Linked DNA regions of Columba livia: region 1 is linked to region 2. A link is a contact called in public Hi-C data. All regions are on one chromosome and are shown on one strand. The core of a region is the stretch at or near the end of the contact, and the rest is flanking DNA. Distances in the headings are between cores, read along the strand shown.

Region 1 (5,709 bases), core at 3,133-5,632, 59 kb after region 2:
TTAATATTTCAATATTCAAACTACAAATTTCTAGTAAGAAAATGAACTTAAACAGGATTGATCCTACTTGTTGCAGAGGCAAGTCCTGCTACAGTTACATAGTGATGTCAACATTTACTGAAAACCTAAGGCTGAAACAGGCATCTGCTACAGAAGTGACAATTTCAGCTTTTGTCAGCAGAATCTACCGCACATAACACAACTCCTGGTTGCAAACAAGTCTATCAACCAAACAGCTTAAAGAGGCAAAAAGGTGTTTGCAGAGCTTCATCTCGGCCCCCATTTGATGTCTTTTACACCGTGAAATTGCCTTTTCAAAGCGTGGTTGTCTGCCCACTCAGCATTTAGAAATGAGTCGTCATCATCCTCTTCTAGTTTCTGTCAACAGAAGTGAGACATTAAGGTGACAGCAATAAACGTAACCTGTGGTTAGTGGCTACAACTGCACAGCTCACATACAGTAAAAAGACACGGTTACCTTAAGTTCCTCCTGCTTTTTGTAGTAATACATCATCATCTGTTTTTGCTCTTCATGACTAATCAGAGGTTCACGCCCTGGAGCTCCTTGTCCTTTCTGAAAGGGAAATAATAAATTTTATTTATGATGGCGTTTGCGATATGAAAGAGAAGCTGCTATGCAGAGATAGAAAAATCTTTCTTTCAGACAATAGGGTTTCTCAAATTAAATAAGGTCCCACAGGACAGGAAAATAAATGTTGAGAAACTTCTGCTGCATTAAAGTAAGAATTATTTTTTCATCTCAACATCTGAATCAAGCTGTCAAATTTGTGGACATCAATGGAAGCTACAAACAGGACTGAGTCTATTTTACTTATACTTCTGCTGTAAAAGACATAATAAATCTCTCTGCTTTACATCCAATCTAGATGTCTCAGGACGGGCCCATCCATCTCTGGCTTCCCTGCTAATGCAGACTCAAAATGCCATATGACTTAGTAAAGCATGGAAAGAAGGCAGTTACAAAACACTTTTATTTTATTTGTTACTTCAAATGTATATTTTTCTAGGCAACTGTCTCATGGAAGAAATGATGCACACAGCAGAAAGTACCTGATGACAGCTATTGTCAACAACAGCAAATACAACAGTTTGAATAGAAATGGTGAACCCTCTCTGGAACAAAAAGGGTCTGAGGTGGTTTGAATTAACTCCCCAAGTCAAGAATGCAGGCATTCCTTGTAGTAATAGAAAATGACCATACTACTTTGCATTCTCTGAAGAGGTCCATCAACTAACTAAACAGCAAGACAACTTTCCTGGGAGCCTATGCTTCAATGGCTGTTAAATTGTCATGCAATTTTTCAGTCACCATAATAGGAAAGAGAAAACAATTCTAGTCTTCTAAATGAGAAACACATACATCACTTGACTTATCTTTGATTAATTCTATTGCTGACACCTGCAGATAACAACAGCTGCCATAAACATTAATGCTTTCTGTGGCACAGAAGCTCTGACTGACACAGAAGCAAAACGCAGCTCCAGAATAATTCTGAGCAATGGTTAAGTACTCTGAGACATTTGATAATCACAAAAGTACCCTTTGAATGTGGTATTTTATAAATATATATATATATATATATACACACACACACACAAAACACAGGTGAGCATCTTCTGACAAAGCTCTGAAAGTCACTTGAAACATCAAATATTCTTCCCTTGAGCATGGCATTCTCAGAGATGAACACAACTGCACAGTTAGCACAAAATCATCTTGTCCAAAAACTAATGAACAGCCCCAGGAACTTGGTGCTAATTCTGATATTGCAAGAACATGACCATTGTGTCAGACAATGGTACACACTGAATGACTGGGTTTTGCTGAAGCATCAGGTCTACAAACTGAGGAGCAGCAGATCTTTGCCTCACTTCAGCGCATTACTTCAGTGAATGACTCAGACCTGTGTTCACAATTAATATAGATGGGCTCATCTGCTTCAGTACATCTGATGACTGGGAAGTCTAATTTCTTTAAAAAAAATTCAGCTGAGAGCTTTAGGTGAGCTGGAGCCAACAGCACAACTGGGTGGTGCAGGCCCAGCAGCTTGCTCTTCCTTCTAGCACTTAGCAAATTCTCACCGAACACTTCAGGACTGCATAAGCTCAGGCCCTTCCACAACCCATGGCCTCTCAAAGAGGAGACATCCACATTTCCAAGGCAACTGAGAGAGTTTGAGGACCTGCTGTCAAGAAACTCAGGACATCACAGGCAGGAAATTCCTGAGTTACGGACACTTTCTTTCAGACAATGAACAGAATGAAAAGGGGATGAGAGGTATCCACATCACATATGCGCTAAACACTAAAACTGCTTTTTAAAGGCCAGAATAGGGACACAAAAACATTCACAAGTACAATTATTAAAACTGAGCAGACTGAACGATTGGCTCTGTTCAGTGTTCTGCACTGAGAACCAGCTGAGGTTTTTTTAGACTTTTCAGTTTTTATTTCACCTACTTTTAAATACCTCTTTGCTGTACTTTAGAAAGTGCTATGAAGCAAGTAATAGCAACTACAGTATTTAACTGATAGGCAAATGAAAAAGAGAAGAAAAACTTAGAATAAAATAACTAAAACCTTAAAATAGATGTACTGTTCTAATACACTCAAGCTGGAACTCATCTATTCGATTTTATACATCTACTGACAATTCTCTTCCACACAGAATTAGCCAAAGATTAATAGCGTGAAGAAATTTTCAAGTGATACTTACTTTCTGTATCTTGACAATTATGGTTGTTTTCTCATTTTTGCCTACATAGTCAGACAGCAACTTTGTTTCTTTCAACTCCTTTCCTGCCCACCATAATTGTGCTTCTGATTCTTTTATAACTTCAAGTCCAGCCTGTGACAAATAAACAAACAAGCTGAAGTGTTGGAGGATGTTAGTTTTTGCTTTTTTTCAAAACCAGCAAAGTTTTCCAGGATTTTTTTTTCTGGAATTCCTAACAGAAAAGCCAGTGTAATTTTACACTATACCTCTGCCACATCTTTCTCCTCATACTAATTGATGGCATTTTTGTTCATATTCCATTCAATCTTGATCTAACATAAACACTTTAGGCAACAAATTCTCAATACTGGCATTAGAAAGAAATGACAAGCTATTTAAAATGAGTCCCAGACTTACCTGAACTTTGTATGTGACATTTCAAACAAACTTCATTCATCTTATTTCTAGATAAGCTGTTGGTGCGCTTTTACATAAATTATCAGATAAAAATACTAAACAAAATCTGCCATGCAAATGAAAACAGCCATCATTGATAAAACAAAGAACAGCACAAGTTTATCCCAGGTACTACATATAATCCAAATACATTACTGCATACATGAGTTCCTGACAAGTCTTCTTTATCTTCAAGCTCCATCCTAACTGGATCATGTGGAGGCAATCCCATGGGATATACAATCATCACAGCCCCTCGGAGCTGGTCCAATGCATCTTTCACCATCTCCATCGTAACACACACATTGGCCTGAACTTGTTTCTGAAATACAGGCAGGGATCATGGGTAATTAAAAAAAAAATATGTAAAAAGACTTTGCTTTGTAGTCAGTTCAAATGTTCAACAGTGAGATATTTGAGCAAAGCTAACTGGCTGCACAAACTTATTAGGAGTGCAAATTTTCTTATTTGAATATTGACTTCTGAATACATCCCTAAACTTTTGCCCCTTCTAGTTTGCTTTCACTGGTTGGGGCAGGCGGAAGAAAAAGGAGAAAAAAAAAAAAAAAGAGATCTTCAACTAAATTGTGTAGGACACATTTAGTAACAAATGTCTGTGGGATACAGGCATTCAAACAAGTATGCATCTGACCACAGAAACTAGACGGGAAGTTTTTTCTTCCAAGTACTTGTGATTCATGAACAAGATTCAAACCAGCAGAATCCAAGTGAAGGCTAAAGAAGGGGCCTAAAACTTGATGGAAAGAACAGAGCACATCTGAGCAGAAGAGTAAAGCTTGGCATATTGCATGGCTTATGCAGAGATCTGTAAGATCAGATACTTGAGATCATTCCAAACCCTACTGCAATGGATAGAGGACAAACAAGATGCATCTGGAAGAGAAGAAATAAAAGTTTTTGCTTACGGATTTAACAGTTCCAATATTTTAAGTAACTAGGTTTATAAAAAAAGAGAGCAAGAGAATGTTGCCTCCTTGTGGACATTCTTAAACTAGTTAACTGACAAGTACTATTGGTTTCTCAATCTCAGATTATCAACTTTTAAATTTTTTTTTCAGTAAATACACAGGCTTATGTCTTCATTCTCGTGATTGTAAAGTGATGAACCTAACAAACAACTTCCCTAACTGCCCTTAACTTCATTCACCAGTGAATGGCAGTAATTTGAGGAGTGAGCATGCAGTGTGGCATTTTTGCAACTTTTGATTGTTTTTGGTATATAACTGGAAGTTTCACCCAGGAAGATCTGCGAAGTGGAGACCAGATCTGCAGATATTTTTGACTCAGGAAGTAAAACTACACATATTAATTTCCTCCCTGTTTAGAAACAGAGCTGATGGGATGCAATCCAACAGAAAAAAAAAATAAAAAGTCCATCTGGAGAAAATCTTTATAGTCCAGAAGCTTTAATCTGAAACATCTCTCATTTTGTGTAGATTTTGCTAGGCCTTTTGACACTCTGGCTGAAATCCTACCTCAATTCAGGAAAGGTTTGCTGCAACTCAGTGCACTGGAAGCACTGACAGGCAACAGGGCAGCTCTTCATTTGCCTGCAGGAGGCCCTTGGAAACACTGAGCTGCTCACTCTAAATAACTGATAGGACACTGTTATGAGCAACAGAACAGTCAAGAAGGCCAATTTAAGTGCACAGGCCACACTAAAAATTCAGTAACATTATCTACTTGCATAACTGGTTTAAAGCTTTTTAAGGTTCTACACATACCAATTACCAGAACTGTGAGGGAAGGGAGAAGAAAATCACTTGCGCATGTTTACAAAGAAGAAATCTGATAATAAATATGATTTAATTTGTGTTTCAGAGTCGTATGAAAGCTGAGACACAACACAGAGCACCTACAGGTTTGGTGAAGTTGAATAACTGAGACCATAGCCCCATCAGGGCATATCCTCATGCTTATCTTTAAACATACAAACTCACTGGGACTGAGTGTGAGCCCAACTGCTTGTAAAATCTAAGAGATTAGAACACATTCTTCAATTAATTATACATAAAACTCAAAAGACTATCTTAACGAGCAAAAGGTATTTTATTTCAGGAACATCGCAGAATGCAGTTAATTTTTCACCAGAAACACGACAAGCATTTGCCTAAAGAATGTATCAATAGCAAATTAAGAGCGTGTGGATAAAATTAAATGTGATTTAATCATTCAGTGTGGTCTTGGCTGCCAGCATTCACTTGGAGTTTAATATCTGATTCCTTAACTTGTTGAACCAGCTTGCCAAAAGCCATTAAGAAAATCATTAACAGAAGTGTCAGTTTTTATTAGACTATTCACATCACTTTGTGATACTAGTCAAAAACGGTCAGCCCTCGCCCTGAAAAAGTCTATTTTTTTCTTAAGTTGCCCAGCTACACAGAACCTATTAGAAAGTCCCACATACCGCATGTTACTTCAGGAAACTCACCTTAGAGATTAATGCCTTGGCTTCCTCTATTGTCTTCTTAATAACTTGCTGCATTTTTTCATTT
Region 2 (5,742 bases), core at 2,084-4,583:
CATTAGTGAACTTCTTGGAAACTTTATTCTGGGACGAGAAAATAAAAATGACATATAAATTTATGGGAGAGAAAAGAGTAAGAAAAAGCAGTAGGAGGTATAGTGGGTAGATGTGTATATGTATGTGAAAAATTATTTCTGAGATTGTCTATTTCTGATAATTTTTGTTATGGTGCTATAGATCTTGTGATTTTTTTTTACTAATAGAAAATTTTAAGCCATCTAACTCAACTGTCTTCTATTATTTTACATTGTTTGTTCATTTCCTAACTGACAGCACCAATTTTATTAGAATTTCCATACACTAAGCCATGATACGAGTTTCAAATTGGCAATTTGGCTAAAGTTCAGAGAAAAATGAATAATATGGAGAAAAAAGAAATTAAGAGCTCAGATTTTGGCTTTGCTCCTGAAAAGCTTCCATGCCACAACACAGTTCCTGCATTTTTGACACTGTGAAATGATTTCTTTTGTCCCCAAGTTGAAAAGAAACTGTTTGAAACAGACATGATATCTAGTCTGCATTCGAACTTACAGGCTTTCATTTTTTCTTTCAGGAAAAAATGAATCTCACTCCTGTTACTTATAAGGAAAGGCCAAGGCTGAGAGATTCTGGAATTTTACATGCTGAACGTGTCTGGATTAGTTAAATTGTCTTCCAACGACTGAATATTGCCAGCTTGTAGAAGTTGCTTTCAAGGCTATGGCAAAGAAACACATTCTGTACATCTGGATAAATAATGCTTTCTTCCTTCCTACCTTTGTGGTTTACACTGCTGAGGACAGCAGGGATTACCAAAAGCATTACAGATTTTAGATTCACGTTGAATAGCAAAGTAGCTTCCATCCAGAGAGGGTGGGCGGAGAAATGGCAGTGCCATTTTACTGAAAACATGTCTTCAATTCCTGTTGGCTACAATGTCCAGAAATTGCACCCCTCCACAGGGAGGCTTCCCTAAAAGGCAGACATCTACATATAGCAGCACCCAGCAGCCTCTTGTGTTGTTATTCAACCCTCACTGCTTCACCTCCCTGGAGGTTACCTACAAGATTTTGAACCTCTCCAAGTTTAGTCATTGCACTTGAAGACTGCCTTTGCCTTTGGGTTATACCTGCACAGTGCCAAAAACATACCAGGCTCATTCCTGCACTACTGGGATGTTTTTTTCCTTACAGCACCACAGGGCTAGAAAAAGCCGTGTTGTCTCACTGGAAAGAGAAGATTCACAAGTTCTCATCAGGCAAACGGCCGCGCAGGATCTTCCGATTCAAAGACTTTCAAGCATGAGTACATGATATTTTTCAGTGATTTTTGACATTCTATATGTTCTTCTGCATTGTTTGTGCACTTGTCACAGTTCCACTGTCTACTCAGAGTCACATACAACAGTTGCCGTTGTTGACATCTATGCTCCAGGAATTAAGGAGCAATTCACAGAGAAGGAGGTGAAACACCTCCTGTTAGAGCTATAGCAGGTGGCCTGAATATGAGAACTGTCTCCAGGAACTGTACAGGGACTGAGGCTCTGGCATCCTGAAGCCATAGATCATCTGACTGCACTCACTTGAAGCTACTGTAGATATGTAGTTACGGTAGACATGGCAGGTAGACAAGTAAGTTCACTGTAGTCATCTAAACACCTTTCTAGAAGATCCATGTGTGGTCCTCAAATGCTTCTTTTATGGATGGGTAAAAATCTATGCCACTTATAACATTCCCCTGGCATTAATTTCTACCTTGGGTGGAACTGACCTCTCAGATCGAGTGCAGGAAGTGTCAGATTAAATGACCAGGTATGGCAATATCAAGGGAAAAATTTAGAGGAGTAGGCAGGAGACTCCCACAAGTCTCCTTCCAGTACCACAGTTGGAAGGCACAGGGCAACTGGTTCAGTTCAGAGGCAAACACTGTCCTTATCTGAAGCAGCCAGAAGGAAGAGCTTCACACACCTGGCATGCTTGTTTGCAGCTGCAGATGCTTCAGAGCTATTCTATTTTATCCTGTTTTTTCGGCATCTTTGATCCCAGTTATCTGAATTCAGTAAAACTCGATGCAACGTCCCTGACCTCAGGCAGGTTCATGTTAAACCTGGTTTGCTCTTATCTGCCCAGGACTAGGGAAACATGGCTATACTATGTGTGTTACCTAGTTGTTGTTCTGTGTGTGAAGAGGGAGAGGGTGAGGAAAGAAAGTGGACTCATATTCAAACATGAAGTTCAAGCTGGTCAAAGTTCAGTGTAACCTCCAGAAAGAGGTGCCAAAGTTTGGAAATTCAAACCTGGACAGGATCCAACTTCAGTTGGAGAAGGAGGAGAGGAACGGATTTAACAGAATTAGTTTGGTTCCGTCATCTCTCACCTATTCATGTTTTTTTTTTCAGGAGAAAGATCAGTGTGAACATGCATGACAGGATGTAAACAACTTGATGTTCTTGCCTACACACTTTATACTCGAGCACATCCCCAAGGCAGAAGATGCTTTTATGCCCTGTTTCCAGTGTTGCTTCTAGGCTCTCTTTCCCAAGGGCAGCTCTTACAGGAACTAGGAAATTAGTGTCCTGATTTATTTCCTTTAGTCCACTATACCTTAAAAGGAGATTCAAATTATATTTGATGGTGGCTTAGCAGGTTGTAACAACAATTTGTTTGAACTTTCCACTGGTTTACTTTTCAGCCTTACAAAAGACTTCAGGGAACAACCTGAACTCTCTCAAACTCACGTCAAGATGTTTTCTCACTTTGCAATGAAAGCTTTCAGCAAGCCTACACACTTCAAACTCAGCTATGCTGAACTACACAAGTCTTAAAGCTAAGGGCTGTGATAAGGTGTTGTCAGGCAACAACATGAGGAAACGGAGAAAGGGAAAGTTTCTTTTGCAACATGGAAGAGTCAGGGCCATTTCTTAACACAGCTGTTTGCCCAGTGAAATCTCCCATGCAGGGATTCTGCCGGGCATAGCTGTCAGCTTGGCTTTCCCCAGAGACCTGTGAGACAGCGTCTGAAGACAGGAGGCTGGGCTGGAGCGTTAGATTTGGCAGGGTCTGAAGAAGAAGGTCTGAAGGAGGGGAGGCAGGGAAATTGTGCTGCAGGGGACAGGGAGTGATGTAGAGCATCTTGCATCTGTATTGGGAATAATACAAGCAGGGAAAATATTGTCACATGAGTCAGGGTGTGTGTCTTAAGTCCGTGACACCCCTCTATCCATTGCCAAGCAGAATGAGGGGGGGGGGAAAATAAGTTGAACACAAAGCCCTCCGCACAGGGTGTGAAGGCGAAACGACGCCCCTTAGCCAAGAGGGAGGTGCCGGGACCTCGAACTGCCCGGAGAGGGGTGGAGAGAGCCGGGGGAGGGCGGGCGAGGTGCAGCCGGGTCTGAGTCAGCCCGGCCCGCACGATGCGCGTTGAGGGCAGTGCCAGGCACGGCGCCGCCGAGGAGTCGCTTCCCTGCCCCACCGCCCCCGCGGGCTCCCCCGCAGCGGCGGCGACGCGTCTCCCGGGACCCCACGCCGACCGGGACCCACTCCCGCCGCGGCGGGGGGCGGCTGCGCTGCGGCCTCGGCCTCGGGCAGGGCTGCTCCGCCCTCCTCCTCCTCCCGCGCCCCGCCGCCAGCGCTGTCCCGGGGCAGCCGGCGCTGCCCCGCGGTGGAGGGTGCCCGGCGGGCCGGGGGTGGCAGCGCCGCCAGCCGGGGCCAGCTCCATCATGTGAGGAGACGGGTTTGCCCCCCCGCCCCGGAGCTGCCCTCTCCCGCACCATGAGGGACGGGGTTGCGGGGCAGCACCTACGCCGGAGACAGGTAGAGCCCGGGCGGCTCCTCCGCCTCCTCTCCTGCCTGATCCTCGTGTGTAGCGCGGAGGTAGCGGCGCTCGCCGATTTCTCAGGTACGGGGCGGGCCGGCGGCAGCGGGGGGAGGGCCGGGACGTGGTGCCCGGGGCTGAGGGTCGCGGCCTTAGGGCTCGGGGCTCTGCCGTGGCGGCTGCGGGGTTTGGCGGCGGCCGCCGAGGCAGGAGTAAGGCACCTGCGCCAGGGGTCTGGCGGCGCTGCCGGCTGCCTCCCCTCCGTGACGCCGCCGGAGCGGGGAGCGGCCGTCGCACCCCGGCACCCCCGGCCGGGCACGGGTATGAGGTGCCGGGGCCACCTGCCTCCTGCGCTCCCCGGCTGGCTGGCGGACCCCGCCCGAAACAGCTCGGGAAGCTGCGTATTGGACGGGCGAGCTCCAGGCACGGCGTGTCCCGGGGCCCGGACACGGGCCTGGACCCAGGGGAGCAGGGTCGGATGATTCAGATGTGCCGGAGCCGCGGTACCGTGTGAAGGAGGGAGGAAGGAAGAGAGGGGTGAAGGACTTCCAGAGGGGTCAGGTGGGAAGGGACGTGAGGACTCGGAGTGTCGGTTTCTTCTGAGCTGCGCGGTGGGAAAGCCACGCGTGAATCGGCCAGGGCCTGACGCGAAGTGCGTGGAAGTCCCTGGAAATGTTCCCACTTTCTCCTGGAGACTTGGAGTCGGGCTCCGAGTAAGCCGTCCCTAACTCCGGTAGCAAACAAACGCTGCGCTTCTCTCTGCTGGGAGAGCGTTTTGGCTGGTAGCGCTGCGATGGTGAGAGTCGCTTTGAAGCGAGCCGAGGGACTAGTTGTCATTCAGTAATCACGTATGTGATCTCTGCAGGGGTGCTGTCTCATTGCAAAATGTTACGACTGTAGAAATTGGAAAGATGTCCTTGTTTCCAGCAGAACAGAGAAGCAATTTTTCTTTTCTGATTGAGAAAACTGCACTTCTGTAACTTTCCTTGTGCTCCAGGACATCTCACTGCTGTTAGAAAATGATTTAGAAGAGCAGTTTCTCTCCTTTATGTATTTCACAATAAGCACAGCATATTCTTGGCAGTTGCAAGCTTAAGGAACTGCCTCTAGGGCAAAAAACAAACCTTACCCTTAATGAAGAGAGGAGAACTTACCAAAAGTCAGTTGAGTGCACCGGAACAGTGTTAGTATATAATTAATAGTCCAAAAGTATTGTTATGCATATTAATATAGTTCATGTTAATACAGTTCAAAATGCAGAAACTATATAGTTTCTGCAGAAACTATTTTCTCAACCATAGATACATAAAATACATAAAATACAGTTTATGATGTTATTATTGTGTCCAGCTCTGTAAGCCTGAACATTTCTAAATAAGCAACCTCCAAATATAAAGACCAGAATTATATACTTGGATAAACTACCTTTCTTCTATTAGATTATTTTCTACATGTAAAGGCTTTGAAATGCTTGTTATCTCATTCTTCGGTGTTTTTTTGGCTTGACTGCTGGCTTGTAGATGTTAGTTTTGGAATCATGTAGTAGTTCTCCACAAGAAAATAAAGTAAATGTTCAAATTTTTCCTTTCAAATAGCCGCAGAGTTAAAAAATATCCCTCCAGTTTATCTAGCAAAGTTCCTCTCACAAAAGTCTATTCACATTTCAAATGAAGTTATTTAGATAAGGTTATCCAAGATACATTTCAGAAGTGCAGCTGTATTCAGTATTTCATTGTGTACTGAACTTTCTGAATAGGTAGAATGACCAACGTAAAATCTGTCTCACCTCAGAGATCAGCATTAAAAATGTCATGTGGACGATTTAGTAAATAAGATGTAGAAAAGAAAATCAGATTCCAAAATTCTTGCCAGACTGGGAAGTTTCCAAGCCTGAACAAATTATGCTCCCATTTTCTTTTTACTTTTAACATGGAGATGTAATCCAG

Evidence for each region. A called contact is a pair of places that touch in the nucleus more often than the background predicts.
Region 1: a Hi-C map of liver shows a contact between it and region 2, with 2.0 times the contacts expected there. The contact joins the enhancer-like site here to the promoter of EVA1C in region 2. A contact is called at or near these places in 2 of 2 Hi-C or Micro-C datasets (crop and liver).

Annotation. Positions count from the first base shown.
Region 1 is chr1:91,484,684-91,490,392 of bColLiv1.pat.W.v2, forward strand. It overlaps CFAP298 (cilia and flagella associated protein 298), which reads right to left. Exons shown (of 8, transcript XM_065066531.1): 4 at 5,646-5,709; 5 at 3,357-3,515; 6 at 2,738-2,869; 7 at 479-574; 8 at 1-378. The coding sequence ends at 268. Among named protein-coding and RNA genes, the nearest start is that of CFAP298, 7.5 kb to the right of the region's middle. Within about 2 kb of position 4,383, at least 1 of the 3 cell types and tissues checked has an H3K27ac peak away from gene starts, as active enhancers do.
Region 2 is chr1:91,426,453-91,432,194 of bColLiv1.pat.W.v2, forward strand. It overlaps EVA1C (eva-1 homolog C), which reads left to right and starts at 3,334. Exons shown (of 6, transcript XM_065066428.1): 1 at 3,334-3,880. The coding sequence starts at 3,754.